Linked DNA regions of Mus musculus: region 2 is linked to region 1. A link is a contact called in public Hi-C data. All regions are on one chromosome and are shown on one strand. Each heading gives the region's core, a stretch centred on a gene start, on an enhancer-like site or on the middle of the called end of the contact. The rest is flanking DNA. Distances are from core to core; before and after follow the strand shown.

What was found. Hi-C and Micro-C count contacts between places; a contact is called where the count stands out from the background.
Region 2: a contact with region 1 is called in a Hi-C map of uterus, with 7 times the contacts expected there. The contact joins two enhancer-like sites. A contact is called at or near these places in 2 of 484 Hi-C or Micro-C datasets (both in uterus) and 1 of 115 datasets of contacts at active chromatin or transcription factors (astrocytes).

What each region holds. Positions count from the first base shown.
Region 1 is chr15:62,906,634-62,910,445 of GRCm38.p6, forward strand. No RefSeq gene overlaps it. Among named protein-coding and RNA genes, the nearest start is that of Gm30113, 46 kb to the right of the region's middle. Within about 2 kb of position 1,823, at least 5 of the 459 cell types and tissues checked have an H3K27ac peak or open chromatin away from gene starts, as enhancers often do. A contact at or near this core is called in uterus, where this site is marked.
Region 2 is chr15:63,338,285-63,342,266 of GRCm38.p6, forward strand. No RefSeq gene overlaps it. Among named protein-coding and RNA genes, the nearest start is that of Gm41335, 17 kb to the right of the region's middle. Within about 2 kb of position 2,282, at least 70 of the 459 cell types and tissues checked have an H3K27ac peak or open chromatin away from gene starts, as enhancers often do. A contact at or near this core is called in uterus, where this site is marked.

The DNA of each region.
Region 1 (3,812 bases), core at 573-3,072:
TCCTTTCAGAAAGTGGTACTGAAGGTTTTCTTATAATAAAATTGTCCAAGGGCCTAACGTGGAGGGAAGCCTACAAGTGTGGCCTATCCATGAAACACTGGAAGAAATCAATGCAGATTCCAAAATAGTCAAGGGCATCTTTATTTTTGTTTTTAACTTTTTATTATTTTCTTTATTTATATTTCAAATGTTATCCCCTTTCCTAGTTTTCCCTCCCAAAACCCCCTATCCCTTCCCCTCACCCCTGCTCACCAACCTACCCACTCCTGTTTCCTGGCCCTGGCAGTCCCCTATACTAGGACATAGAACTTTCACAGGACCAAGGGCCTCTCCTCCCATTGATGACTGACCAGGCTATCCTCTGCTACATATGCAGCTAGAGCCATGAGTCCCACCATGTGTTTTCTTTGGTGATTTAGTCCCAGGGAGCTCTGGGGGTACTGGTTAGTTCATATTGTTGTTCTTCCTATGGGGTGGCAGACCCCTTCATCTCCTTGGGTACTTTCTCTAGCTCCTTCATTGGGTATCCTGTGCTCCGTTCAATAGATGGCTTTGAGCATCCACTTCTGCATTTGCCAGGCATTGGCAGAGCCTCTCAGGAGACAGCTATATCAGGCTCCTGTCAGCAAGCTCCAAGGGCACCTTTTAAGAATAACCCTTGTCCTGGCTAGTTTTATGGCAACTTGACCCAAACAAGAGTCATTTATAAAGAGGGAAGACTAATTTTGAAAGTGGCCAGATTGGCTGGTGGGGCATTTTCTTGACTGATGAATAATCTAGGATGGCCCAGCTCACTGTGGAAGGTGCCAACTCTGGGATTGTGGTTCTGGGTGAATTAAGAAATTAGGCTGAACAAGATGTGAGGAGCAAGCAAGTAGCCAACGCTCTCCCGTGCCTTGTGCTTCAGGTTCTACCTCAAACTTTCCAGCTTAAGTGTAACTCTGACTTACTTTTGATACGGCAGTACAATGTGGTACTGTAAGCTGAATGAACCCTTTCCTCCCAATAGAACACTTAATTAAGATGACTCTCTTCCCTTTCCTTCTTCCTTGCCTTTTTTTACTCTCTATCTTCTGACCAACTTTGGCATTTGGTATTCCTAAAGCACCATCAAAGACTATACTCTAACCTATATTAAGCTATTGCTTAAAGTTTATCTAACCTTGTAGACTTCACTTCCCTTCAGTCTTCTTCAGAGATAATCCCATGATCTGAGAGGAGAGAGCATACAGCACAAGTCTGGCATAGCTGCCTTCCTTGTCCCAGGTCTCCTCATGCTTCTGTTAAATAGGAGAAAAGGAGAGTATTGGCAGACAGTGGTGAATAATATCTCATGGGGGTCTTCCTTATTAGAACTGACTGATCCAATTGAATAACCTTACCTTTCCACATGCTGAGGGATTAAGTGATGGTTTCTGTGGTTCATATTCCTCACATTGTCCCCTGGACCCATTTCCTACATGGACATGACACTATAGAAGTACTACTTTTGATCAATGCTTTGGGACCATAGAATGCTCTACATAGATCTAGTACATTTCAGCTTTTCCTAAGAGTGATGAGAGATTTGGGTTCCCATTCAAGTTCTTAAAGGATCCATAGTTCATTGTGTGGCTTTTAGCAAATTATTTCATCTCACCAGGAATTAATTCCCTCGATGACTGGACGAAAACCTTTAATCATACCCTGGATGTTTCCTGGGACTGGTGTCTGAGATTGCTTCTCTCTTTGCATCTGCCATGGAGTTTTCTGTGTACACTGTAACCTCAGGGACAGTCGCTGAATCTGCAGTGCAAGCTATCCTAAATATGGCAACATGAAGCCATTTCCTGTTAAGTTTCTCTGGAAGCATACAAAAGCAGAGACGGTGACTTCTGAGCTAAGCACCCCTTCCCCCCGCCCCTCCACACATCTATTTGAAGGAGGATGGGATGGGAATGCTGTGTCAGACAAGAATGAAAACGTACCACACAAGTGGAGCTCTCCACTAATCCAAACAAAATGACTAGGGTGGATGGTCAGAGCCTGAGCAATTTTAATGCAGGCATGAAGATAGGCCACACAGTTAGATCAGAATTTAAATAACCTCACTTCACATGCATTTTCTAGCTCCTTTCACAACTTCTCAAAAAACATTCAAATGTTCCATTTTTGGGAAGCAGATGCCCCTGAAAATGAAGACCATTCCTCTATTGTCTTTCCTTTTCTACATTTTCCAGTTAACTCTTACTTTCCAGAAATGATCTTGGCAGATGATACATGTTCTGTAAAGGGAGGGAAAGAGACCCACTGTTTTGGCCTTACTCTCCTGCAGAATGACATAACTTGTTAAGTGATGCTCAGGGGAGGGCTGAGGCAGGGAATTACAAGGATGTAGCACACACTACAGATGGTTGTCAGAAGCCACCTGAGGATTCCCACCCAGCCAGCCAGACTACTGAGTGAGTGTGTTGGTTTGATTTCAAACACCATTCTGGCCTCCAGGAACAGAATGAGGAATAAACAATATACTTCCTATGGAAGCAAAAGTTCTACCGCATCTTTAAATAACTTGAATGGGTTAGTCTAGGTTTATTGCTTCTTTAGAGATCAGCTAAATTCTTTGATATTTTAAAAAAATTTTCATGCATGTGTACTTTTATTTATATCATTCTTTCCTTATTCTGTCTCAATTTCTCTCTGGCTGCTTTCTCACCTTGCTCTTTTTCACTGTTTATATATATATATATATATATATATATATATATATACAGAGAGAGAGAGAGAGAGAGAGAGAGAGAGAGGGAGGGAGGGAGGGAGGGGAGGGGAGGGGAGGGGAGGGGAGGGGAGGGGAGGGGAGGAGAGGAGAGGAGAGGAGAGGAGAGGAGAGGAGAGGAGAGGAGAGGAGAGGAGAGGAGAGGAGAGCCTTAGTGCAGACACCCTGGTCCTCTGGTTCCTACAATCTTTTTGGACCCTTTTCTACAATATTATCTGAACCTTAGGTGCAGGAGTTATTTTGTAACTGTGTAACTTGCAGCTGGGTACCCTGTGTTTAGTTGTTCTCTACATTTTGGCCAGTTGTGGTTTTCTGTAAAGATCACTGTCTGCTGCAGAAACATTCTCTAATGAGCATAAGGCTGGGCTGGAGGACATAAGCTAAGTGTTTCAATACTCCAATGCTGGATAAAGTCTGCTTACTTACTTTACATGTGACTTGAAGAATGATTTAGGTTGCTACTAAGGAAAACAGATATTGATTCTGAAAATATGGGATGAATTTGCTTGTCCAAAGAATGAGGTGAGTGAAATCATGAGTGAAAAATGACTTAGAATATAAGAGTTCAGATTTCTGTGCAGTGGATTATAACATAGATGAAATAAGTCAGTAAGAACCAAGCTAGGGAAGAATGTAAGGATATTTACAGGTATGGGATACTGGATAGCCAACCTGATGGTCTCATTCAAAGAGGCTTTATTGGCTAAAACAGTGAATGTCTTAAAGAGACCCTTCACTTTCTCAGTCTTTCTGTGTCTATATGAAGTTTTGCACTTTCATATTGCTTTTGAGAATACCTTCATGTATATTCACCTTTATATCTTCTCTTTACTTATTCTTCAGTACTGTGCTGTGTATACATCAGTCCAAGTGAATATCAAGATATCTGTTTATCTCCTAAAATGTATCAGAAGTATCTCTGTGACTACATTTGCATAGATAGTTTCATTCCAGGTTCTAATTGTATGAAATTAGAAAATTGTATAAAATTGGGAAAAAAATGTCTCAGTTACATTTCAATTGCTGTGACAAAATGCCACAACCAAGGCAACTTACA
Region 2 (3,982 bases), core at 1,032-3,531, 430 kb after region 1:
GAACAGCCGGGCATGGTGGCACATGCCTTTAATCCCAGCACTTGGGAGGCAGAGGCAGGCAGATTTCTGAATTCGAGGCCAGCCTGGTCTACAAAGTAAATTCTAGGACATCCAGGGCTATACAGAGAAACCCTGTCTTGAAAAACCAAAAAGAAAAAAAAAGGGAAGAAAAAGAAAAAGAAAAAGAAAAAGAAAAAGAAAAAGAAGAAGAAGAAGAAAAAGAAAAAGAAAAAGAAAAAGAAGAAGAAAAAGAAAAAGAAAAAGAAAAAGAAAAAGAAAAAGAAAAAGAAAAAAAAAGAAAAAGAAAAAGACTGGGCAACTGATGAAGTGTTGGTTTATCCTTGCATTCTTTTATACATCTAAGTTACCCAACTTAGTGAGAGAGATGTGAAGAGAGGTCTTATTATTGAATCAAGACTAGAATTTTAACTTATATTTACACAGGTTGTATTGTATACTCACAGGATATTTTGTTATAAATTTTTGAAAGATAAAATAAGCAAATGGTTGCTTATAGGTAATTATGTTCAGATTACAATCTGGCAACATTTTCCAGAAGTGTCCTGGACAACTGATCTCAGAAGTCAAATAATATCATTAGATATAATGTTCAAACTGAAGCTATGTTTTTATTGAATTTCATGAGTCATATTCCTTTCCTGTATCAGTTATAAATTTTACTATTATATTCACTTTGCATGATCTTCACTATCTAATTGTGGTCCTAAAGTTGATTGTGTACTATACTCATTGTTAGGGATGGTACGTACAAGTTAAAATTGCTATCCTAAATAAATATATTATTCTATAAATAACTAGAACTTTCTTTTCTAAATTAATATATAAATAAGCATATGTATACCTCTAAAAGCTATTTGCATACTTTTATAATCTGGTGTCATATGGTAAATAAATGAATAAAAGCATGAAATAAAATAAGTAGCATAAACTATTATTGGTGTACTCTGAACAGTAAGTCTCATATTAACATCAAGTTCAAAAGAGAACTTACATCATCTTTAGGAAAGATTTTAGAGGGCACGTAGGTCTTCACTGGAGTCATTTGTAAATTTGTCAGAGAAATTTCATTCACATCACATCAAAATTTCTTAAAACTATTTAAAGAAATCTTATTTAGGTAGTTATTTATTTAACTTATTTATTTAGTTTATGTGTATGAGTGATTTGCCTGTATGTAATTTTTTTCTGTGTGTGTGATGTGTGTGTGTGATATATGTGTGTGTGATGTATGTGTGTGTGTGTGTGCATGTGTAGTACATTATGACATTATGTCTGGTGCTCATTGAAGTCAGGAGTCATATCCACAAAATTCTAATTACAAACATTTGTGAGTTACTACGTAGGTGCTGGGAATTGAACCTGAGTCCTCTGTAAGAGTAGCCAGTGCTCTAAACTGCTGACCTATCCATTTCTCCAGCACCTTACAGCATTTTCCCCATATTTCATCTGACTTTATCACCTAGTTGCATCCAAGAGTTTCTTTGTAAATTCTTAAACTCTGAGAAACTCTGAATGTGTGCAATTTTTCTCCTTCTAGCTTCCCTAATCTGTCAGATATGGGACTTTCTCATAAGGCCCTCACTCCTTATAATGACAATAAAATAACCATTCCCTGCATCTTAGCTCCATCTGTTTACCCTTGCCTCCATCACCATGAGAAAATTGCTGGGATCTTGATTAGTTAGTATTTCTGTCATGTAAGGATACACATAAGCTCATAGAATGGGTGTCTCCATGTGCACTTGAGTCACAGAAAGCATTCAAACAAGAACAGTGCTATCAAGCCTTGAACTAGGCAATAAAATTGGATGTTCATATTATGTACACATCCCTATTGTGCATACTCTCTGATCCTGAATGCTAGGAATTTGGAATCTACATGTTCTGTCACATTCTCTCCTACCTTGGAAATGTAGTTCCTGAAGAAAAGAGCCACACTGAAGCCTAAGGAACCAATAATCAGTTGCTCTTTCTAATTGAGCACTTCTCTTTGCTTAGATTTTGGAAGAAGCATGAAAATGATTTACTGATTTAGGAACTGGGTGGAGTGGACCACAGAAAGACAAATCAAAAACATCTGGAATGAACTATTTGAGAGAGAAACGGGGAGGGAAAAAAAAAGTAGAGCTTTCAAATGAAACGAAGTACAGATGATTTGGCCAAATTCAAGCCAAGCCAAACACTCACATTAAACATTGCACTTGGGTCTGGTTCAATAGCAGGAGCCGGCAAGGGGGAGCCTCAGCCAACACTGCATCAGAGGCACATTGTGGAGGGAGGAAATGAGTTTAGTCAAGCCAGCTGTGACTTCAAAGCCGTGGCTCTCCCAGAGAACAGTGGGAAAGGGTTCCCCCTTCAGTGAAGACTGCAAAGTTCATCCAAAGACAGTCCGAAGGGAACTAACTCTGGGAAGAAGCAAATTGCATTCCACACTCTAAATAATACTTTCCTTGCATGAAGTGGTGGTGACCATCTATTTAAAGAGACAGAAAAAGAATGAGGAAGAGGTGATAAGGAGACGTCTCTGATGCACATTCCAGGACACACAAAACTGGTGTGTCTGTGTTTGCTTTTCAGCAAAGATAGGCATGTCTTTGCATGAGTCATGCTTCCAGCTATGTGAAAGGTGACAACACAGGATTTCTCTTCTGAAAGATTCCCATGATTTCTTTCCCCTCTTTGAACTTCTAGAAAACTAATATTTCTTTCAATGCATTTCCTCAGTAAAATTTTATCAAGAAACCCATGGTGGGTTAGGTGGGGGTAAAACAAAGATAAGCAAGGAGAAGCTAGACATATAAACAAAGGCTTATGGTATTGAACCAGAAGCCCCTGTTAGAGCAATGGTTCCCAGAGAGTAGTCTCCTAAAAGGTGAAAGCAGAGGCAAGAACAGCACTGGGGTAGGAAAGTTTGCAAGCTCTAGCCTCAATGCACTGAATGAGAAGGTGCAGTTGGTTTATTGAGCTCTCCCATTGATTCAGATAAGTCTTAAACCTGGGAAACCACTTTTATAAAATAGAAACAGAGGCTTCTGGAGCAGAGAGCCAGTACTACTGAGCCAAAATGGAGATCTTCTACCATGTACAAATCATGGGCTCATCTCCAGGTTAGAATTCTATAGGTGGCCCTCTGTCAATACACAACCATGAGCCTTTGCTTCTAAGTAAACTGCTAAGATTCAAAGGTAAGGAATTATTTATTCTACACCCTCCCCAGCCTTCTCCTTCCAGCTCAATGACTCTCAACCTGTAGGTCATGACCCCCAAAGACCAATATCTATACTGCTAGTCATAACAGTAGCAAAATTACGTTTGAGGGTCACCACGACATGAGGAACTTTATTTAAAGGGTCACTGCATTCGGAAGGTTGAGAACTCACTGTTCTAGCTAGCTTCAGGTCCAGTTCTTGGATGATACAGCTTTTAGAACTTACTTTGAGACACTAATTCTGAAAGTTTACACTCCTCAGGAAATCTTGGCAAGCATGTATTTGCAAAACTTTCCAACTCTTGAATATTCGAGAAGAATAGTGGTTATCTCCTTGAAGCACTCACTGGATGATTGGATCTCTACTGGATGATTGGATTGGCATCCTTATCAAGGGTTTTCTCTTAGTATGCTTGGGCACCTCCGCTGATGAAGATTGCACTATCTCAGGCTGCAGTTTGCTTCCTTTGAGACAGCTCCTTTTAGAAAGCACTTCCTTCTTCTGGGCTGAGCACTGCCATCATTTCCATTCCATTTGTTAGTTATAATTCTATCCCTTGGGAACTCATAGCAAAGATACTTACATATTAATGTGACATTCTTCAAGTATTTGAAGTTAATAATTATGTAGCATATGACATCAGTTAAACTCACAGACTCTGGAAGCAGACGCCCTACATTCAAATTCTTGTTCTGCCACTTAGAAGTCTGTGACCTCAAGAGAGTTATTTACTTGCTCTTTACTCCTTGGTC